2 separate regions of the Mus musculus genome follow, and region 2 is linked to region 1. A link is a contact called in public promoter capture Hi-C data. All regions are on one chromosome and are shown on one strand. Each heading gives the region's core, a stretch centred on a gene start, on an enhancer-like site or on the middle of the called end of the contact. The rest is flanking DNA. Distances are from core to core; before and after follow the strand shown. Region 1 holds the start of 4930402F06Rik (RIKEN cDNA 4930402F06 gene). Region 2 overlaps Ttll11 (tubulin tyrosine ligase-like family, member 11).

The links. Promoter capture Hi-C pulls out the DNA fragments that hold promoters and counts their contacts.
Region 2: a contact with region 1 is called in a promoter capture Hi-C map of neural stem cells. The contact joins the enhancer-like site here to the promoter of 4930402F06Rik in region 1. A contact is called at or near these places in 21 of 39 promoter capture datasets (the 3T3-L1 cell line, 3T3-L1-derived adipocytes, the C10 cell line and 13 more), 2 of 15 datasets of contacts at CTCF or cohesin (embryonic stem cells and large pre-B cells), 4 of 484 Hi-C or Micro-C datasets (the G1E-ER4 cell line, the N1E-115 cell line, cerebellum and 1 more) and 2 of 9 other capture datasets (adipose tissue and liver).

What each region holds. Positions count from the first base shown.
Region 1 is chr2:35,395,207-35,399,504 of GRCm38.p6, reverse strand. It overlaps 4930402F06Rik (RIKEN cDNA 4930402F06 gene), which reads left to right and starts at 2,331. Exons shown (of 6, transcript NM_001080709.2): 1 at 2,331-2,599.
Region 2 is chr2:35,926,634-35,930,574 of GRCm38.p6, reverse strand. The region is part of intron 3 of Ttll11 (tubulin tyrosine ligase-like family, member 11); the gene reads left to right. Among named protein-coding and RNA genes, the nearest start is that of Gm35396, 45 kb to the right of the region's middle. Within about 2 kb of position 2,229, at least 12 of the 459 cell types and tissues checked have an H3K27ac peak or open chromatin away from gene starts, as enhancers often do. A contact at or near this core is called in neural stem cells, where this site is marked.

The sequences.
Region 1 (4,298 bases), core at 1,082-3,581:
CTGAAGGCAGCCAGGACAGACTCCCTTCTGCAGGCAGACCGGAGTAGGGTCTGGATCACAAAATACTTTAGTATGAAACACCTCTTCCACAGTGACACACTTCCTCCATTAAGACCACACCCCTAATAGAGGCACTTCCCTTGTGCAAAGCATATTCAAACTACACAGTCCCCCAAACGTGAATTTCAGGTGCTTTACTAAAACTTAGGTTCTTGTAGTTTTGGGAACGGCTAGCTGAGGGTGGGCAACTTCACGATAAAACAGTAGGGACAGAGGGAGGGCAAGGTCACTGAGGGGAACAAATCCTGGGGACAATCTTGCCTGGCTCCAGCCTTACCTAAGGTCTTTGCTGCTTCTGGGCTTTACAAGCTTATGAAACCAGCAAGTGGAGTGAGGCTTCCTTTTGTAAGGCAGTCATTCTATTGGACTGCTCTAGGATTGTGAGTTCCTCAAGATGCTGTGTGCCTTTGCACCAACCGACTCCTCTCTGTCATTCATCTCACAGGCTCTGTCTCACAGGGATCTACTGAAAGAGTGGGGGAATGCAGCAACATCTATTCCATCATGCCTCAGAGGACGTGTGTGTGTGTGTGTGTGTGTGTGTGTGTGTGTGTGTACATGAATGCACATGCAGATGTGTGTTTTGCACGTTTGTCTTTGTGCATTGTGGAGTCCAGGAGTTGACATCAGATGTCTAACTCAATTGTTCTCTACCCTATCTTTTGAGCCAGGGTCTCACTACCCCTGAACGGAGCTCACTGACTGTCTAGAGTGGTTGGCACTGAACTTGAGTGGAGTTTGCTGATTGGATAGACTGGCTAGCACTGAACCTGAATGGAGCTTGCCGATTGGCTAGGCTAACAGGCACTGAACTTGAGTGGAGTTTGCTGATTGGATAGACTGGCTGGACTCCAAGCTGCAGGTCATGGTCTGCAGTCTTCACAACAGCAGCCCTGGAGTTCCAGTGGCATGCCCTCACACCTAGACAGTTTATGGGCGTTCTCTGGGATCAGATTAGTGTTCACGTGGCAGACACATTATCAGCTGAGCCATCTTTCCAGCCTAGGCATGCTCCCCACTCCCTCCCAGTGTAACAGACATCGGGCTTGTCTACAAGGGAGTTGCTAGGTTGGGTGGACAGAGGTAACAAGGCTCATTCTAACTGGATGGCACCAGTCAATGTGGGGTCCCAGACTGAATACAAAGGAGAAGGCAGGCAGAGCATCAGCATCTCTCTGCTTCTCGACTGGAGATGGGACCAGCTCTCTCACATCCCTGCTACTAGCATTTCCATCTGTGGTCCAGCAGACAGAACCTTTTCCCTGTGGTTCACAAGCTGCGACCTCGGGGTTTCAGCTTGGGTTCAGGTTGAGGCTCTATGCCAGTGCCATGGCCAACAGGGTTCCGTGCTGCTCGCAGGGCAGTAAGTCCTGGCCTCCTTGTCTCCCCACAGCAGCACATCAGCGGCTCTCAGCTCACATCTCCCTTCCAGCCCTCGCAGCCACTTGGCAATGACAGTGGCTGCATTTGCATTTTTTTTTTTTTTTTTTTTTTTGCTTGTCCTAACTGGATCGTGAGTGTGGGTGCTACTGGCATGTAGTGGGTGGATACAAGGGCACTGCTAAGTGATTCACACTTGCACAGGGTGGCAAACTTCACCCCATCTCAAGAAATGTCATTCGTGGCAATCTTGGAGCGGCTGGAATTACACTCTTTCAGAGTTCACTAACAGATTTATCTGTTTGCCTGTGTGGGAAACTCTAAAGCTCCACTTCCTCCCTAGAAACCAGAGCTAAGACAAAGCAGTTCCCTCTCGTGGACACCAGGGGGCAGGAGTTCCAAAGAGAACCAGTTTCTGGAGTGATGAAAACATTCTTTTTGGTGCTATTAAAGGCAGCGTCATTTGTATAAATGCTATTGATCCTTCATATAAATGGAACTAGCTCTATAGCTTAGTGGTGCTGTAGGTGTACTGTGCAGTTTATCAAATAAACAGGTAGAAATCAACCCTACATATACCACAGTTAATAAAGAAGGCATAAGGGAAGTAGGAGGGAATCTTAACGCTGACTTAGAGGAGAGACACATTGCTTATGTGCGCCAAGGGTGCTACTGTTTGTAGGTGTGGTATGGTTGAGATGTGGTTCTCCCCGTGGAGTTCACACTGAGGTTTGGTTCCAGTGGATAGTGCTGTGTTAGGCATTGACTAGGGATTAATGCTTTTCTATGAGTGAGCTGTCGCTCTGGAGATGGGCTTCTGTGACATGGTTGTTAGCAAGCCTGGCAGCTCCCCTCCACCACTCAAACCCATGCTCCGCTCCACACAGTGCCTCTGGCTGACTGCCACATGGTTTTCAACAGAAACTGAATGGATTCTGGGACATCTGGAGCTGGAGGAACATTTTTTTTTCTTTTTGTAAAGCACCCAGCTTCGGTATTTTGGTGGTAGCAACACAACACACACCAAGAAGTGATCTGGAATTCAGTGGCCCTTGCTTCAACTGCTCTATCAAGGGGAGCTATAGCCTTCAACAACCTGTCCCACCCCTCTCTGGGCTACTCAACTTTATAGGTGACACTGGTCATCAGCATCCATTGGGTAAGAAAGCATCCCAGTAGCGGCGACCACTTGACGACCTCCTCCAGGGTTTCTTGGGCAGCTTACTGCTTTGTATATTTATCAGGTGGACAGGAGACAGTCGGACACTCCCTGTGGTGGAACACCGTCTCCAGAATCCACAGGCAGCCCAACGGAGTTTTTGTCTTTCTTAGTGGCAAGGGACACAACATTTATTCACAATTTACAATTGGCTGCATCTTGGAATTTCCTGGATTGAGAATATTCACATCTGGATCCCATCCAAAGATTGCTGCTGTTCAGTTGTCTTGGTGTAGGCTTGACATCGGGGGTTTTAAAACTTTCCTGTGGGACTGTTAGTCTTGGGACCTTGGAAATGACTGCCATTAGAACAATTTGCTTTTTGTGCATGGCTTTTATTTTGATGTTGTCTTTTTTGGTTTGGGTTTTGGGTTTTTTGTTGTTGTTGTTGTTGTTGTTTCTGTTTCTGTTTTGTTTTGTTTTGGTTTTGGTTTGGCATTTGTTAAAGTTCTTAAATTTCTCTATTAATCATTTTCTTCTAAATTGAATTTGGAAATTTTGGGTTAAATTTGATTTCTGCTCCATTTTCTGCTTTATTAAATTTGTTATATCTTATTTGTGTGGAGGTCCCCTTTAGAGGTCATAGGACAACTTGAGGGAATCAGTTCTGTTGTTTTACTATGTAGGTCTCAGTGACTGAACTCAGGTCCTCAGACTTAGCAGCAAGCACCCTCACTCACTGAGCCATCTTGCTGGCCCATTCCACTTTATCTATGAAACCAGATATATACACATGATAAACATTTTTTAAAAAGATTTATTCATTTATGTATATAAGTGATGCATTTGCATGTGTGTGTACATGACAGAGAGAACATCAGATCTTATTACAAATGTTTGTGAGACATCTTGTTGCTGCTGGAATTGAATTCAGGACCTCTGGAAGAACAGCTAGTGTTTCTTAACTGCCGAGCCATCTCTCCAATCCCAGCTAGACTTCTTTTTTTTTTTAATTCAACTAATTTTTTATGATATTCAACACAATATATATTTCTATACCAATCATAAGAATGATGGACATGTTATTAAATGAACATAAAGTAGATAAGTAGATTTTTGTTTGTTTGTTTGTTTGTTTGTTTTATTTTTAGTAGAGCTTTAAAATCTTGGCTTACTGTGGTACAAACCCTAAATAAGAACAAGTTTTAAACATTGGAGTTCATTGTAATAAGGCTGTACTTCAATGTCCCTCACATCATCAAAGGATTTTACCTCCATAGTAGCTAAGCTAAGAGTTGACAGTTCTGCTGCGCCAAGGAATGAATTGTAGGCACGATTATTTGGATACAGATTTCCTGCTATGTTCAAAGCTATTTGATTTGAGTGATTGTCATCATTCTCAGCCCACAGGGAACAGGTCACATTCATTTAAGAAATGGTGTGTGTATTAAGATGGTCTATCCACGAAGCCATTCATCAACTGTTTCAGTGAGCCATGGTTCTGCTTGGAGGGTGGCACAGACATGAGGTGAGGGTAAAATACTGATTCATTGGCTGTGATGATTTTGAAAAGTATTCATCTCAGAAAAAAGAGTAACTTATAAGGTCCTCTTCTTCAAAATTGATACAATAATTGTAAATATCAAGGAAAACATTCAATCTCACCCTTTGTTGTTCTCCTACAAGCCACCTCCCAAAT
Region 2 (3,941 bases), core at 980-3,479, 530 kb before region 1:
CTCCTTTTAAAAAATTTTTTTTTGCATATGGTCTTCCATCTGGGTATTTGAGAAAAGTACAGTTTTGTTATCAAAACAGCATTTATTATGGTGAAAGAGTTTGTATTTCTCAGCAAAGTTTTTTTTTTTTTTTACTTTACTTTTAGAGAATAAAGCCAAAACCTGCTCAATAATGTCTTGCAGCTTCTCAGAGGGCTCCATGGAGCTTGAGAGCTTCCATTTCCCCACAGTTAGTCCTAAGTTAGCTCTGAGGACTCAGCGCCTCAGGGTGGAGACAAGCACTTTGTTTGAGAAGACAAAACAGAAAGAAAGCAGTGCTCTCCACTGGGTCAGAGTAAAGGCAGGAAATAACCAAATCCTTTCTCTTGTCCTACAACCCTTTGGTGACTTATTTGCACAGCTGCCTGTGACGGTTGGCTTTAACTGTCAAGTTGACACAAGACTCACCCAAGAAGAAAGTTTTAGTGAAGAATTGTCTACCTCAGGTTGACCTGTGGGCATGCTGGTGGGGAACAATCTTGGTTGCCTTCACTGATGTGGGAAGACCAAGCCCACCGTGGGAGGTACCATTCCCTGGGCCTGGGGATCCTGAACTGAACAAGAGAAGAGAACACCAACTGAGCACTAGTAAGCAAGCAGGCATGCATTCAGATATCTCTCTGCTTCTGACTTTGAATGTGCTGTGCCCAGGAGACATCCCTGCAGAGGTAGAATATGGCCTGGAACTGTAGCCCAAAACACCGTCGTCTCCCGACCCCCACCCGCCATGTTGCCAGGGGTGTTTTACCACAGCCATGAGTGAAGCCAGAACATTTTCCTTCATGGAGACAGTATTCTGATCTGCCTGGCTGGGAGGCCCCACTAGGTAGTAAGTTTAAACTTGTCCTACCGACCCCTGCAGCCTCACCTCCACAGTCCCAACCCCCGCTTCTTCAGTACTTTGTGGCCTACTGTGTGTGTATGTGCTCACACACACCCATGAACATACATGTATAGGTCAGAGGGCAACCTCAGTGTCATCAGTCAGGCACATCTGCCTTTGTGGGGTGCAGTTTCTCACTGACCAACCAGGGCAGGCTGGCTAACAAGCTCCAAAGAAACATCTGCCTCTGCCTCCCTGGTGCTGACATCACATGTCATGTGGGCCCTCTGTGCCCATTTTTAAAAACTGAATTCTAGGGGTTGAATTCAAGTCTCCCCGCTTACAAGTCAAGCACTTGACCGACTGGGTGATTTCTACAGCACCGTGCTGGGGTTTTAGGTATCGGCTCCTCGATCGCTCTTTGTGGCATGTTTTTGCCTAGACCTGTGGACTTCATCCTTCATGTCTCCTTCAGTCCCCAACGCTGTCTTATTTCACAGGACTGATGTTAATTCTTGTTTTCCTTTCTATCTTCATGTTGTTTTGAAACAGGGTCTCATGAAGAAGGCTGGCCTTGAATTTGTTAGGTAGCTGAAGATGGCTTTGAACTTGGCCCTCCTACCTTCCAATGGCCAGGCATGTTCCTCTCCACCTGGCTCAACTTTGATAATTCTTTAAACTCCGGGCAAGCCTTTTCTTTCTCTACCACGCCTGCTCTGCTGCCCATGTCTAGGGCATTGAGCTGTTTTCTTTACGATACGTATGACTACGTTTCCTTCTCTCTTTGTCCTACTAGGAGGTCTGATGGGTCTGACTGATCATCAGCACACAGTAGACAGTCAAGTACATTGGTCTAATTGAAAGGTTTTATCTCTTGGGAGGTTAGCCATTGAAGTTGGCCTGTCTGGTCAGCATGACTTGACCTGCCTCCCAAGAATGTACAACACACTTGGGCCAGAGGAGACTTACCAAAATACTTCCATCCAGCGAGAGGCCCAGGTAGTCACTCACTGGCCACCCTGCCCAGGTCTTGTCTCAGCCTCTACCTGGTCACGTGCCTCTTTCCCTTCTACAGCAGGAGGGAGTGGACATAAACAATGGGATGTCATCTGCTTTTGGCACACAACATCCTTAGAGGCTGGGGCCCATGGCGGCAGTGTCCAGTGAGTAAAAGACTGGAGACAGAAGCGAGGGGAACCAGATGTCAGAAGAATCAGATGATCCAAAGGCATGGCTTCCTCTCTCTCCATCTGCTTCAACTTTTCTCTTCTTATTTCCAAAAATAGATTGCCATCCTCCTCCCAGTGAAATGGCGCATGCTGTCCCTGTGTCCCTTGCTCACCAGCTGGTGCATTTCCTAGGGTGATGACATCATCTCCAGCTCAAGTTGCTGCTCCTCTCTGGACGTGAGAAAGTCTGCCTGTCCCATGCCTTAGCCCAAGCGTCAGCTGGCACCGGACTCATGCTGCCTGCACTGCCTACTTTGGGCTTTTCACACAGGCCTGTTTTTAATCTTCATTTGGCGTTGGCTGCTCCCATCACCTGCCACTTGTAAAAGCAGAGATGAGAGGTTGGAGTGGTCGGCTTGTGCTCTTGTATATGTAAACAGGCATATGTAACTTCCACTGTGCACATGTACCGAGACCTTGTGGTAGGCAGGCATTTCCTGAGACCTACCTAGTACCAAGTGCTAAAGCTACAAAACAGGTTGGAAATGTCCTTGCTCTTGGGTTTCTAGGCTGGGAGGATGAGCATCCATCCATTCATATCCATCCATCTACCCACTCATCCCTCCATCCTTTTGCTTACCCATCCATTCATCTGTCCATGCATCCATCTGTCCATCCACACATTCATCCATCCATCCATCCATCCATATGCTTATCCATCCATCCATCCATCCATCCATCCATCCATCCGCTTATCCATCCATCCATCCATCCATCCATCCATCCATCCATCCATATGCTTACCCATCTATCCATCCATCTATCCATCCATCCATCCATCCATCCATCCATCCATCCATATGCTTACCCATCTATCCATCCATCTATCCATCCATCCATCCATCCATCCATCCATCCATCTTTCTTTCACTTGAGAAGTTGAGGTTCTGATCTGTCTTTCCATGAAATCATGTTCTCATTCTTTACATGGGAGGAAGCTAAGGTTCTGAATGTTGAGTAACTTCCCAGCATCCCTTGGCTTCTGATGACATGTAGCCAGGACTTGGACACACACTGGACTCAGGCCTGTTTTCCCTTAGTCTTAGCAGACATTTACTGGGTGATTTTTTTAATACCCAGTATCCAAAGAATGAATCTTTGCTTTCAGTGGAGGGCACTGAGTGTCCTGGTTAGTTTTATATGAACTTGACACAAGCTAGAGTCATCAATTGAGGAAATGCCCCTGTGAGATTGGCCTGTTAGCAAATCTGTAGGGCACTATTTGATTATTGATTGATGTGGTGCTGCCCCTGGACAGGCGATCCTGAGGGGCATAATAAAGCAGGCTGTCCAAGCCAGGAGGAGGAGATCCATAAGTAGTGTTCCTCCATGCCCTCTGCACCAGCCCTTGCCTCTGGGTTTCTGACCTGACGTCCCAGGATGAATAGACTACAAGCTGTAAGATCAAATAAACCCTTTCCTCCCCAAGCTGCCGTTGGTCATGGTGCTTTATCAGCAATAGAAACCCTAACTAAGACACTGCTGATGGATGGTCCAAAGGAGATAGATGGGGCAGTCTGAAATGAGCTCAACACAGGCACTGTGCAAATCAGGGTAATAAAGGATGTGAAGTATGGGAGACAGGCAAGTCAAGGAAAGCTCTTATGGCCTCATTTAACCTGAAATGAAACAGTGAGCCAGAGTCCAAGGGACCAGGGTGCAAGTCCCCTCTATGTCTTCACTGACTGTGGGATACTGGGCAAGCCACCTCACTGTGTTTCACTGTTCCTAAAGGCTTGAGAAGACCAGAATATCACAAAGTGCCTGCATTCTGATCTGCAACTCTGTGGGGTTGGGTTTTCATAAAACTCGCAGCTGGAACTAAACAGCTATGCAAATTTCTGTTGTAA